2 separate regions of the Oncorhynchus mykiss genome follow, and region 2 is linked to region 1. The links are chromatin contacts, called in public Hi-C maps. All regions are on one chromosome and are shown on one strand. Each heading gives the region's core, a stretch centred on a gene start, on an enhancer-like site or on the middle of the called end of the contact. The rest is flanking DNA. Distances are from core to core; before and after follow the strand shown.

Region 1 (7,159 bases), core at 1,639-4,138:
ATGCAATGGCACTTCTAAATGTAGATCCTTCAAACACCCACAAACAGGGACATCGATCCCAATCAAAGGTGTTATTACGTGATCCACTAAGGTAGTTATTTATCTTGTAACTTGTCCTTGTGGTAAAAAGGAATTAAAAGTACGCATCTCAGAGCATCGTAGCACCATTAGGTGCAAAAACTTGACTTATCCAGTTGCGGCCCACTTTTTGGAGGCAGGTCACTCAATTTCGTCTCTGCGTTATACTGGCATCAAACATGTCACCCTCCCTAGGAGAGGGGGTGTCCTTGATAATTTATTGTTAAAACGAGGCTGCCTGGATCTTTAACTTAGACCCTTGCTCCCTTCAGTCTCAATGTAGACTTTGATCTGAAGCCACTCTTGTGATTGTTACTTTGCCATTGTAATTGTTTGTCAGCTTGTGTAGTCTAAAATGAATCTATGATCGTATGCTATCCATTTGTTGTTTGTTTGCTGTTCTTTGTATGCCATTTTAATATCTGAGAATAAACCAATGATATTAGGCCACTCATGGCCATGATTACAGACACCTGTGTCTTCTGACACTATATAAACGAGTCATTCCGCAGGGTTTGTGATTATACCCTGATGAAGACAGCTTGGCTGTCGAAACGTTGGTAATGACATTTTTACATCTGAGCTCATAGAGTGTGCGGCCCTTTTATTTATTTTGAAGTTTTCTACTCCGCTAGCCAGCACCTCGCCTAAATAAGTGTGCGTTTATTTTTCTTCTAGGTTGTAAGTAACAAGAACATTTCCCAGACATATCTGATATGGGCAGAAAGCTTAAAATCTTCTTAAAATAACTGCACTGTCCAATTTACAGTAGCTAATACAGTGAAAGAATACCATGCTATTGTTTGAGGAGTGTGCACAGTTATTGATACATTTTCAATTTCATTAGGCACGTTTGGGCAGACTTGATACAACATTGAACAGAAGTGCAATGGTTCAGCCTAAAACTTTGCACATACACTGCTGCCATCTAGTAGCAAATATTAAAATGGCACCTAACCTGGAATAATACATTGACCTTTCGCTTGCATTTCAAAGATAAAACACATTTTTTTCTTTTTAATTGTCTTTTACCAGATCCTAATGTGTTACATTCTCCGACATGAATGTCACATTTACACTAACTTCAAAGTGTTTCCTTTCAAATGGTCTCAAGAATGTGCATATTCTTGCTTCAGGCCCTGAGCTACAGGCAGTTAGATTTGGGTATCACATTTGCTAACTGCTGACTGACTACAAAGCAACATTACTGCATGATTGTAATGGGTTTACTAATGTGTTAGTTCTATTAGCCATGTTAACTAGGACATTACTTTAGCTAATAATGGGACAACGATGTAGGCTGTGTGTAGCATTTCTGACATGGTTTGGCTTGGAAAAGTTTTTTGCTAGGTCACATACAGCTGATGTGTTCATTGAAGTCCACAAACGAAGGGGAAAGGTGAGTAGAGACTACAATGAGACTACAATGGATACGTGGCTACAATTAAAGTGAACTGTTTATGCCTGATTAGGGGTGTATTCATTTGGCCGATTCTGTTAATGTTTCAACGGAAACAAACGAAGCGGGTTAAAAAACGGAATTTGTCCAATCGATACTCTCGTTTTCAACTGTTGGACTAAGGATTACAGGCATGAGTCACTGTCTGTCCAAGAATTTCTCTCACCTGTGTGCTCCTACTTTGTAAACGTATCATAGGCTAGGTTGTAGCAACCTCATGATAGGTTTAGGGAAAATGTAGTAGCCTAGACCTATCGACGTTAAATACAACTGGGTGAAAGGAATATGAATGACAGTCATCCAACATGCTGTAATAGAAATAAGGTCATGCTCATGAAAAATAAATCGTCCTCCATCATAAACGGCACTGACTGCCACATTACTGCTTACTCCAATGACCTACGTGTAATGGAACTGAGTAATGAACAAGGGCTTGGGCTACGGTAGCTACAATGTTACCATTTCTAGAAGCGCATCGTGCCAACAATCACTACTTAGCTAAGACAGATATGATTGATTAAATCAGTTTCAGATATTAATCTCAAATGTTTCATTGATGGCAATTGAAGACTCAAATAAAGGCCACTTCATTACCATCACGTCAATGAAGTAGGATGAGTAAAACTGTTCAAAAAGCTGTTGATTATTTTATTGTAACCAGTTTATGGAAGAATCCGAGCTCTTATTATACATTATTTTTTCCATACAAAGACTAAAAAAAAATACACACACATCATATTCAGTTAGCATTATAACATGGACAAATAGCAGCAGATAATTTCATAATACTAATATTGAACTTTTCAGATAAACTTGTACAATTATTTCTTTGCCCCTTCCCCGCTCTTTCTATGATACGAGGATCCGAACTTTCAAATGCGAACAATTAAGCTGATTCAGATCTTTTTCACTAGTAATTGGTCTTTTGACCAATCCGACCAATTATTTTGCCAATAAATTGGGCAAAAGATCAGAATTTGGCTTCTTACGACATCCACGTGTTCTAATTGGCTGTAAAGTTAACCTATTGATATGATAAAGTATCGTGTATCTTATTACAAGAAAATACAGGTTAGCTTCGAATGATGAAGAGGATTGTCGAATATCGTTTAGTCTAAACAATTCATTACACACATATCGAAGATTGTTTTTAGGTATGAAATTGATACCTAAATGAGACAAGCAATTGTTTCTTACCAACTGAAAAACACAGGCCAACTGCGAAAATGCTGAGAATAATTCTGTTCATCGTTGAAAAAAATAAGTTTCGCAGGTGTTGCCTATATGGACCGTTAGCTATGTGCTCAAACAACAGCTTTTCACCAACTCGCTATTTATAACCTCCCTCCCATCACCACAGACGCGTCACCGTTATACAAGGTAGGGGTATCTTGGCCACGTTCAGTTGCAAAACGTCCTGAATGTTGCAGATAGAAATTCCACGAATAGAGCCGGCGACATTATTCTACATGTCGGAGCAGGGCGTTGGACATACCTTTGAGGGAAGCATGTGCTCAAAATGAACCCCCTCCCATCCCCCTTAAAAAAACGTTTATAATTCACAGCTTCACAGAAATTCACAGCATACCAAATGCCACCATAGGCAATTATTAAACATGTTACATTTTTATTATAGGCATATTTATTTCTGCAACAACACATCATCACAAATTGTAAGTAAGCTATTTTCAGTGCCTCCTAAACACATGATTGACATTGGGAAAATAGCTGATCCTTGAGGATGACTTGCGGGATTGGAAGGGCTGTGTTGGAGAGGCATGTTGTTCTACATAGCATATTTCTTTCTGAATGTTCCAACACGTTGCTTCCTGCTGAACATGCCCCAGCTCTCACCACACCCTAATTTGCCCTCCCACCTGTGCACAGGTGATGGTGGTGTTCAAGAGACAATAAGCAATGTTCTTTAGTTAGGGGGTGTCAAACTCATTCCATGGAGGGTCCAGTGTCTGATGTTTTTCGTTATTTCCTTTCAATTCGTGTCCAATTAAGACAAACAACCAGGTGAAGGGAGTTCCTAACTAATTAGTTACTTTAATTGATCAGGGGAGGAATTAAAACCTGCAGACACTCGGCCCACAGTGGAATGAGTTTGACACCAGTACTTTAGGTCATAGTTCTGTCAAAAACAATTATGTTGGCATTTTTGTGCCAATTTGAAAGTTCTGTATCATATCTTCCAAGACTAGCCTACATTAAATACACACGTAGGTTATGTCAATCGGTGGAGGCCGCTGAGGAGAGGAAGGCTCGTAATAATGGCTGGAATAGAGTCAATGGAATGGTATCAAACACTGGTTTCCATGTGGTTGATTCCGTTGATGCCATTCCAGCCATTGTTATGAGCCTTCCTCCCCTAAAGCAGCCTCCACTGATGTCAATATCCTCCAAAAAACAATTAATCCGTGTGTAAAGACAACAAACTCCCCTGTACTTTGTCAGAGTAACTAGAAGAGCACACTAGTGGTATACCTGGCTTTCTCTTGCGACACAACTCTCATCTCCCCATCCTTTTACTGATGTTATTATGCCCAACAGAGCTTAATGCCAACCTAGTAGGCGACAGAATGATTTGCCAATAATAATATCAGCTGTACATCTATATCCTTTGGAGGTGTGTCAGTTTGTTCTTTAAACCACAGTGTTTATGGTAAATACAGCTAATACGAAGTACATCTAGTTCCCTCCCTATACGTCTATATCCTTTGGAGGTGTGGCATTTTGTTCTTTAAACCGCTGTGTCTATGGTAAATACAGCTAATACGAAGTATATCTATTCCCCTCCCCGTATGTACATCATAGGCCTGCCATACGATCAGGGGCTTACCTACCTTCAATGTCAATGTGTGGAAATGTCTCAAATATGCATGCGTGCTTGCGTGCGTACGTACACACACACACACAGACACACACAACGCAATATAATAAGCTATGTGCATGCCAATTCAACCTGTGCCAACATGTTAGACAGATCACTGTCTGAAGGAGTCTGGTAAGAGACCATCGTCCTCCAGCACTGAATGTTGGAGTGATCAGAGAAACACAATTCTTTCAGTCATTGTCTTGGCCATCATGCACGAAATGAGAGCATTCCGCAATGTATGGTTGCTATTGTGTATTGTTTGCTTGTTATTCGGGCAACCCATTGGGCACAAACTGGTTCAATCAATGTTGTTTCAACGTAATTTGTCAACGTATTGTGACGTGGAAAATACATTGGATTTGAAAAAAGTAATCAACTGTTTTGAGGGTGAAATTTCAACCACAGGATTATGTCATTATGGTAACCAAATTTCAACAGACCAACCTTGTATAAAATATGTTGAATTTGTACATTTTAAAACCATGTCAGATTTTCAACATTATTTCCACTATCAGAAAAAAAACAATAGGCTGGGCAGCACCTCCTACTGGAGAATTGATCTATCTACAGCTACCCTCTGATCTCCCAAGCCCTGCTTAGCTATGATATTATTACCAATGTGATATTGTGAGAATGATTGTTGAGAGATCTCTCCACTTAAAAAGGAATTAGATTCACTGTTGCTATGGAAGACATTCCAAAGGGTAGGTTTAACAGAGAAATTAAATGTGACCATACTTTATCAATGATGCTATTTAGGCCTACATATAATTTGCTATTGTTTCAATTCAACCCATAATTTAACTAAAAATAGACAATAAATAGGCCTAGGGTTTCAAGCTCTGGTTGATTTCAAATGTAATGATATTTAGTGATATTCAATTGTGTTTGGTTGTCAATGCAACCAAATATCAACATTTGAAGTAGTTGTATCTTCTGCTTGGATAGACCATCATTGTTCATAGACCATCATTGAAAATAAGAATTTGTTCTTAACTGACTTGCCAAATTAAATTAAATAAAAAATAATGTCTCCAACTCATCCAAAAAGTACAAAAATGGGATTAAAGTGGCTCAGATAGAACTTTCCAAGCAGTAGGTAGATCTCCTTTAAATGTTGACATTTGGTTGCGTTGTCAACCAAACACAATTCAATATTACTTTTGTAGTACAGTAAATAGCCTGAAGTTATCTTACAAACAATCTTAAAATGAGTAACACCTCCATGGCCACATGTTGAGGTTACTGTAACTATACATTTAGTATTATGTACTCAAAATAGCATGCATAGGTCATCGCAGGTCTGTGGAGATCTTTACAAATGCTGTTGCCTAATAATCTGCGCAGAATCTGGAACAGCATTGATCATTTGCACCTTGTACTTTTAATGTAATTTCAACTGCAATCCAGGTCATTTGTTTCGCTATTAGATGAAGCACAGTGATATCACATTAACAAAACATTAACAACATCACATTAAGAAAATATCTGACATTGTATTCCCATTTTACTATGTGCATTTGTGTGGTAGGTGTGGTAGGTGATTGCATTGGCTAAAATGATTGACACTGATTTCCAGCCATTTTTGATCATGGAGGACAGAGGTTTTAGAAATGATAGCAATAGTCTAAATCCAATGTACACAATTCACAATTCCAAGCAGGAAAACCCTTTCAAAATCACTTATTCTACAACTGTATGAGAGCACACAGGCTTCAGTACGGGAAAGAGTCCAAAAAGCTACTGCAGTTTGCCTTACCACTCACTGCTGGACATCAAGGGTAACCACTTCTTACATGTCTGTTACATGTCACTTTATTGAAGATTTTTTCGATGTCTTCAGCTGTCTTCTGGACTGCTTTGAGTTCAACGACAGACACACCTCACAGAACTTGGCAGAGGAACTGTTGAGAGTGGCCAGAGAATGGTAAGTAGATGGAAAAGTGGTCTGTTGTGTTAGCGACAATGCATCTAACATAACCAAAGCCATGAACATTTTTAAATGGACCCATCATCCATGTCTTGCCCACACAATCAACCTGATTGTAAGAGATGCTCTGAAGCTGATGAAGCCCACTGTGGACAAAGTAAAAGCAGCTGTGGAATACTTCCACAGGAGCACATTAGGTGCTGAAAACTAAAGTCTACACAACGCCAGATGGGGATGCCTGATGCCATCATCTCTAGCCTGGTCATTGTCAATGCACCTGTTGATGCTCTGACCCAAGAGGAATGGGAGGTGGTGGAGGTGTGCAGAGTCCTGGAACCCTTTGAGCAGGTCCCTGTGGAGATCAGTGGAGAGAGGTACAGTAAGCAGCGATTACTACATCATTATATATGTATATGAGCAGTAGATGAGAATGTAGTATCAGTAGATAAAACATGAACCTGAACTAATAAGTTACTGTTCTCTCCTTTCAGCTATGTGACAGCCTCAGAAATTATGCTCCTGTGTAAGGGTCTGCAGCGAATCACAGCCAGCCGCCAGAGAGAAGCAAATGTAATCACAGGACATGTGACAGACTTGATGGACACCCTGTGTTCATCAATGGACAGAATGGAATATAATCACGTGCTATCAGAAACCGCTGCACTTCACCCCAGGTTTAAGAAGTTAGCGTTCAGTGATGCCAGAGTGAGTGATGAGGCTCTTCAAAGAATAACCTCAGCAGCAGGGAGGGACAGCCCCAGCAGTCAGCTGGCTCAGGCACCAGGGCAACAGGAAGAAGAGGGAGCAGATG
Region 2 (7,159 bases), core at 3,451-5,950, 140 kb after region 1:
AGGTTGAAAGTCATGCGTCCTCCGATACACAACCAACCAAGCCGCTGCTTCTTTAACACAGCGCACATCCAACCCGGAAGCCAGCCGCACCAATGCGCCGGAGGAAACACTGTGCCCTGGCCACCTTGGCTAGCGTACACTGCGCCCAGCCCGCCACAGGAGTCGCTGGTGCGCGATGAGACAGGGACACCCCTACCGACCAAGCCCTCCCTAACCCGGGCGACGCTAGGCCAATTATGCGTCGCCCCACGGACCTCCCGGTCGCGGCCGGTTACGACAGAGCCTGGGCGCGAACCCAGGACTCTGATGGCACAGCTGGCGCTGCAGTACTGCGCCCTTAACCACTGCGCCACCCGGGAGGCCCCAATGCCACGCAATTCTAAGCAAATCTTGTCTGCTAAATGAGTGTAGCCCACAGCCATATGGCATCGCCAGAGTCTTTGTGTGTCAAAAAACACGTGTCAAATAACACTATTTGACACATTATCTTTTAATTTGACACAAACACAGTTCCATTATAGAATGATGTGTGTTCTGAGTTTGCACGTGCAAGCCAAGCACCACCACTACTATCAGTGTCAGAGCTGTACAAAAAAGTCTGCAAACAAGCAACCACCGGCCACTCAAGACGTGTATACAATACCGCGCTGGTAATGAAGCATTATTTGTTCGACCGCAACTTCAGGGGTAGCTAGTTAGCTTTAGCTTGGTACCTAGCTAGCACCAATACAACCAGCATGAAAACAATGACCAGTAGAAACTGCAGTCATTTTCACTATTCTTAGCAATCCTTGTGAGTAAGTATCCTTGTGAGTAAGTATTAGCTAGGTAGCCACTTGTTGTTCGCTTATTGAAATTGAACTTCAGAGCTAACGTTATAAGCAGCCAGCTAGCTTCATCTGTCTAGTGACGCTCGACCAGACTGGGTTATGTGCTATGAAGTTAGCCACAATAAGGATTAGGCACAATAGCGGAATTTGAAGTTTTATTTTGAAGGCAAAGTACCTCTTTGAAAGTGATGCAGAAGGTTACAATTGGTAGAATCATGCCATATTTAGACTAGATAATGTTAAACAAGGTTGGAATGTGAAGCAATGAAATGGGGTATGAGTCTACTCGGTGACACCCACAGAACACAGTTGTTTAGAGTTTACGCAAATATTAGTGTTGTAGCTCGTATCGCGGGACTGTGACTGTGTGAAATCACCTCCCCAGTCAGCCTATTGACATTCATATTGCACTGTACAGCTTTACCTAAGGATTGTGGATCAATGAAATGGGGTATCTGTCTGCTCAATACCAAATATATTTAGAGTTAGACTCCAAAACATCCAAAACATTGTTTTTACGCTGGAATAATGTTCAATACACATAGGTTGACAATAAATGTGGCTCAATTCATAGTTGTTTCAGAGTCCAGCAATAAGAGCTAATGTTCTCTGGGTGTCACTGAGTAGACTGATACCCCATGTCATTGATCCACAATCCATAGGTAAGGCTGTACAGTGAAATAGGTACGCACCCAATGCAATTCAAAAGTATAATCCATCCAGTGTGATTTCAACAGATTTTTTGTCAAATTAACAAATGGTATTTTGCTGATTTTATATAACATTCCAAAAGTCTACTTTAATTCTAAAGGCTAACCGCAAAGTCCACTATTGTGGCTAGCTTCACATAGATGGGTCCAACCACCATTAATCAAATAAGAACTGTCTTATAAATTAGGGTTATTTTAGATGACACTTTAGATATGACCAGGTAAATCCAAGTGAAAGCTATGATCCATTATTGATATCACTTGGTAAATCCACTTCAAATCGTGTAGATGAAGGGATGGAGACCGAATTTAAGCCTTAAGACAAGGATTGTGTATGTGCCATTCAGTGCAGCATAGCACCCTGGATCCCACTGCTGGCTTGCCTCTGAAGCTAAGCAGGGTTGGTCTTGGTCAGTCCCTAGATGGGAGACCAGATGCTGCTGTAAGTGGTGATGGCAGGCCAGTAGGAAGCACTCTTTCCTCTGGTCTAAAAAAAAATATATCCCAATCCCAACATTTCCCTGTGTAGGGTGCCGTCTTTCAGATGGAATTGTTAGACAGGTGTCCTGACTTTCTGTGTTCACTAAACAGGGCATAAAATTAACACCAGCCACCCACCAAATGCAGTTCAATTTAGGTACTGGTGGGTAAGAATGTCTATTTCACCAGCCACGTTGGCATGTGGTCAACTTGCAAGGCTCTACGGTGCGAGCATTACATTTGCAAATAGTGATAAGTCAAGTATGAGCACATGTGTGAGTTTTGGTTAGAGAAATGCTGCAGAATCTGTTTTTTTTTTTGTAGTTTTGTTTCATAGCTGCTAATTGCACAAAGAAATACATATCCCACTTAGCGCAGCAACACTGCCTGGCATGGGAGCTGTGTGCAATGAGTAAAGTGCTGAAATTAATTTTGAGGCACTTGGCACAGGCCTAAAAGTTGGTCTAATTTACTCGAAAGTCTACAAAGTGAGACTGTCCTCATGCTTCTTGGCTATTTACATTGTTGTTTCAACTTCAGTTTGAGTCTTCAACATAGACATCCTAGTCAGATGCCAAATCTCTCACACACAACCCACTCCAATTGGAAGCTAAATTCCCAATCCAGCCCTCATACCATTATGGCCACCTTATCATTCCCAGCTTCCAATTGTCTCATTCCTCTCCTCTATTTCCCAGGTCGTTGCTGTAACTGAGAAAGTGTGTCAGTCAACTTATCTGATAGAAATACATTGTTTACCGTTATTTTAAGTGCCTTTGTTTGAACAGAGTATGTAGTAGGTGCACCGGTTTGTGTCAAGAGCTGCAACTGCACAACAGTTTCCCATGTGGATCAAGAACGGTCCACCAGCCAACTTCACACTACTGAGGAAAGCACTGGAATAAACATGGGCCAGCATCCCTGTGGAACACTTTCAACACCTTGTAATTTATACTCCAACGAATTGAGGCTGTTCTGACAGCAAAATGGAAGGTGTCCTTAAATTTTGTTCAATCAGAAATTGAAAAATAATTTAATCATCTTAATTTAAGATTATAGTAAATGAAAAAGAACTCTGATGATTTCAATAATCACATATTCCTCACTAAATTGAATCACTTAGATGTAAAAAATGATCCTATGCACAATTTAACCAGGGGGTCAGTGCAGCAGCAGCAGGCTGAACGTTTGACGTACCTACTCTATTATCTGTCCCTTGATATTAAAACATTGCAGCTAAAGTAGAAACCCCCTGAATTTAGAGAGCTGACCACCACAGGACTTGGAAGAGATCTGGGTACTGTTCGCTAACTACATTATTACGGTACACTTTGTTTCCCAAACACTACTGCGACGCTAAATTAGCTACTTACGTCGTTGAATCCGCCGTATGTGGTCTTGTAGAATTCATCTTCCTCTTCAGCATCTAACAACTTAGACATGCGGCTCCCCGCGGTTTTACGGGGCTCTTTGCTAAATGCTAAACTCATGTTGATCTAGCTCAGCTTGATTAATAGGGAACGTGCTAGCTTGTTGAAAGCTAACAACAATCAAGTTCTAGTTAACCTTAGCTACCACAAAATACTATGCAGGCAGCTAATGACGTATATATGGTGCGACATGCTTTTTCTTCTTCAGGTTTGACGGCACTACAGAACCTTCTTCGGTGAGATTTAATGGCGGTTGGCATCCAATATGTTGCATTACCGCCACCTACTAGACTGGAGTACAACTCCGTTATACTTTGCTTGAAAAAGAAATGTATAAATAAACAAATTCCATTCCATCTAACACTACCCTAAAAATAAAAATACCACCCTACTCCACTATTTAAATCTATTTAGTCCTACCTCATGCCAACAACCTGAAAGGATGGGACATCCCTTAACACCCTGTACCTCTTCTGATGTGAAGTCTCGCACACCCAAATGCCCCTCTGCAGCTCCCACCACTAACCTCAATCTTAGGAAGCTATCCTTAAATAGTTTAAAATCAGAAATGAAAATGTTATGATAGTAAATGAAGACAACCCCGATTTTTTATTTATTTTAAATAATCACATATTCCGCACTCAATTTACCCACTTAGAGATGTAAAAAATATATATATTTTAAGCATAATTTAACCTGGGGGTCTTATCCAGGCGCAGGCTGAACGTTTGACGTCCCTACTCTATTCTCTTTCCCTTGATATTAAAACACTGCAGCTAAAGTAGAAACCCCCTGAATTTAGAGAGCTGGCCACCTCTTCCAAATCCTATGATCTGGGTACTGTGTAATGTTCGCTAGCTACATTATTACTTGAAACTTCGTTTCCCAATCACTACTGCGACTCAATAGCTAGCTATCTGCCAAGACAGCTAGCTAAATTAGCTACTTACGTCGTTGAATCCGCCGTATGTGGTCTTGTAGAATTCATCTTCTTCTTCAGCATCTAACAACTTAGACATGCGGTTCCCCGCCGTTTTACGGGGCTCTTTGCTAAATGCTAAACTCATGTTGATCTAGCGCAGCTAGATTAATAGGGAACGTGCTAGCTAGCTGAAAAATATAACTTGTTTGTTGTTAGCTACCACAAAAGACCATGCAGCAGCTAATGACGTCGATATCAAATATGTTCTACTAAAATATAGCACATCCTGTCGTTTCCAATGGGAGGCAAGTGAGCCTAGTAGGTGGGACCAAGTGTCAAGATGGGTTTTTCAAAGTCGCGTTTATTGGTCAATCAGATGTCAGTCAGATGGATTAGTGACGTCCATGAAATACATCGTCATCATATTCAAACTAAGTTCAAAATGAGATCCGGACGGTGATTTGAAAAAACAGAGAATTACCTCTCGTAGCTAGGCTGTGCTTGTTCCTAGGCAAGGACGATACGGGACGCCTCGGCGGAAATGGAGTCCCTAGAGAAAGCAAGAACAAGATGGTCGGAAGGAGTAGTGCAGTATTATCATAAGGCGATGAATACTTGGAGAACGGGGGAATGGAGGAGAGAAGAGAGTGGCGGTCTAAGAGAGAGAGAGGAAAGAAGAGGTTGATCTTGAGTCAGATAAAAATGGCAGAAAAAAGGGAAATAGTTTGTTAAAGAATGGAAGTTTGTTAAAGAATGGAAGAAAATGTAAGCAGAGGGAGCTGAAGTCAGGAGAAATTAAAGTGAATGAGGGTGAAGTTAGGTGGTAGGTGTGGTGAAGTTATTGGAGACTGGAATGCACCAAGGATCAGGAAAAAGATGAGTGACAGTAGGAATGATGTTTATGGAAAAAAACGGACTCTTGCTATTGTATAGCACACTATTACTTATACAGCTAATATAAGGACAAGACATGAGTAGAAATTAACTTGGGTTTCACAGGAAGAACATTCCAAGCATTTCAATGTAGGTAAGCAGGGGGGGGGGGGGGGGGGGGGTTGTTACGTACACCTCTAGGAAGAGGGAACACATCACCCTGTGTCAACTCAACTCCCCGTGGTGTGAAAGAGGTATGGGATTGTAGGTGCAAGTAAGGATGATAGAGGCAGAGAATTTACAATTTTCAGGGAATTTATTCCTTCACACGGTAAATTTGGGGAAAGGGGGCTGAACGGAACCAAAGCAAAGAACGGAAATGTCAAAGCCCCCTCTCCTACCTTACCTGCCTACCCACCACCCGGTGCACTAACCAAAATACAGGGGGTGGTCCACCCAGGTCTTACCTAGTGTGTTTAGACAGTAAATACTACGGGTTATGTATGCCCCCAGACCTCTTGCCTAAGCAATACCTAGGTGCCTTCCCCCCTGGGAACAAATGAAACAGAATTTTGCAATTTCACACAAAAAAAAAACCTCAGAAACACAGGACATCAAATAAGCTCTGACTGAGCAACAAATTAACAGAACATAACCATCAGGTCTCTCTCAGCAACAACAAACATAGAGATCTGGCATGTACCATCTGAAAAACCACCAACATATGATAACCCTGAGCTCTTTCTAAGAAACAACCAAAACAGGCTATCACCCTCGGCTCTTTCCTAACAAAGGAACACTGGCTTGCCCCTTGCTTGCGCAAAAAGTCAGAGTGCGCGCTGCCGCTGGGGGCACAGGCTTTTGGCGGGGCTTGTTGAGTTGGCTACTTTTGTGAGAAGGCAGAGCAGGGTGATGCTGGTTGATGAATTTGACAATGAATGTACGTTTTTGCCAGCCAGAGGTGACTGAATTAATGTTTAGGCTTATAGATAATCGTTATAGTAATGAAGTATAATTTCAAAGCATGAGCATAAAAACAGGTAATAATAAACATGAATATTATATTACTTCACAGTAATCTGCATTTTCAGTCCTTCCTCTTGCGTTAGCCATGTGGAAAGGGACAGAAAAAAAGCAACAAAAAGGTGGTGTATCCAGGGAGATACACCACTGTGGTCTTATGCTGCCATCTATTGGAATTATTTAGCAACTGCAGTAGTATTGAATAAATTGTATATCCTTAATAAAGTAGTAATTACTCAGAATTGCAAAATATACAATTTTCTAGTTCATTTTATCACTTATAACCATTTAAACCATAACAAATGAAACTGACAAATGCCATACATTTAAGTTAATTATTTTAAATAAACTAATTATTTAGATGGGTGACATTATCTGTGAAAGTAACACACCCTTAACATATAAACACAGACACTAAAAATGTGCTTTTTTTATAATAAATCTGGTAGCCGTATTTTATTCAGGATCATCGATTTTTTTCTAAATATGTAAGGCTGGGCAGTGTCTCTCATTGTCATCGATCGCTAGCCCTGAAATACTTTTTGCCCTTGGAATGCTGAGCTCCCCCCATTGTTTTCCTATGGAGAGGCATGCGGGTATATTTCGCCAAATATCTCGCAATGTGTATATTTAGTTTTTTTTCAAGTACGACACCATTTTAAATCAGGATAATCTCTTATTTCTAATTATGCAAACTACCGTTCAAATGTTTGGGGTCACTAAGAAATGTCTTTGTTTTTTAAAAGAAAATCATATTTTCCCATTAAAATAACATCAAATTCATCAGAAATACAGTGTAGACATTGTTAATGTTGTAAATGAATATTGTAGCTGGAAACGGCAGATTCTTTATTGAATATCTACATAGGCATACAGAGGCCCATTATCAGC

What was found. Hi-C and Micro-C count contacts between places; a contact is called where the count stands out from the background.
Region 2: a Hi-C map of liver shows a contact between it and region 1, with 3 times the contacts expected there. The contact joins the promoter of vps72a here to the promoter of LOC110496049 in region 1. A contact is called at or near these places in 2 of 3 Hi-C or Micro-C datasets (blood and liver).

Annotation. Positions count from the first base shown.
Region 1 is chr18:33,671,416-33,678,574 of USDA_OmykA_1.1, forward strand. It overlaps LOC110496049 (sperm acrosome membrane-associated protein 4), which reads right to left and starts at 2,889. Exons shown (of 3, transcript XM_036952526.1): 1 at 2,735-2,889. The coding sequence starts at 2,786.
Region 2 is chr18:33,808,601-33,815,759 of USDA_OmykA_1.1, forward strand. It overlaps vps72a (vacuolar protein sorting 72 homolog a), which reads right to left and starts at 4,701. Exons shown (of 6, transcript XM_021571702.2): 1 at 4,401-4,701. The coding sequence starts at 4,517.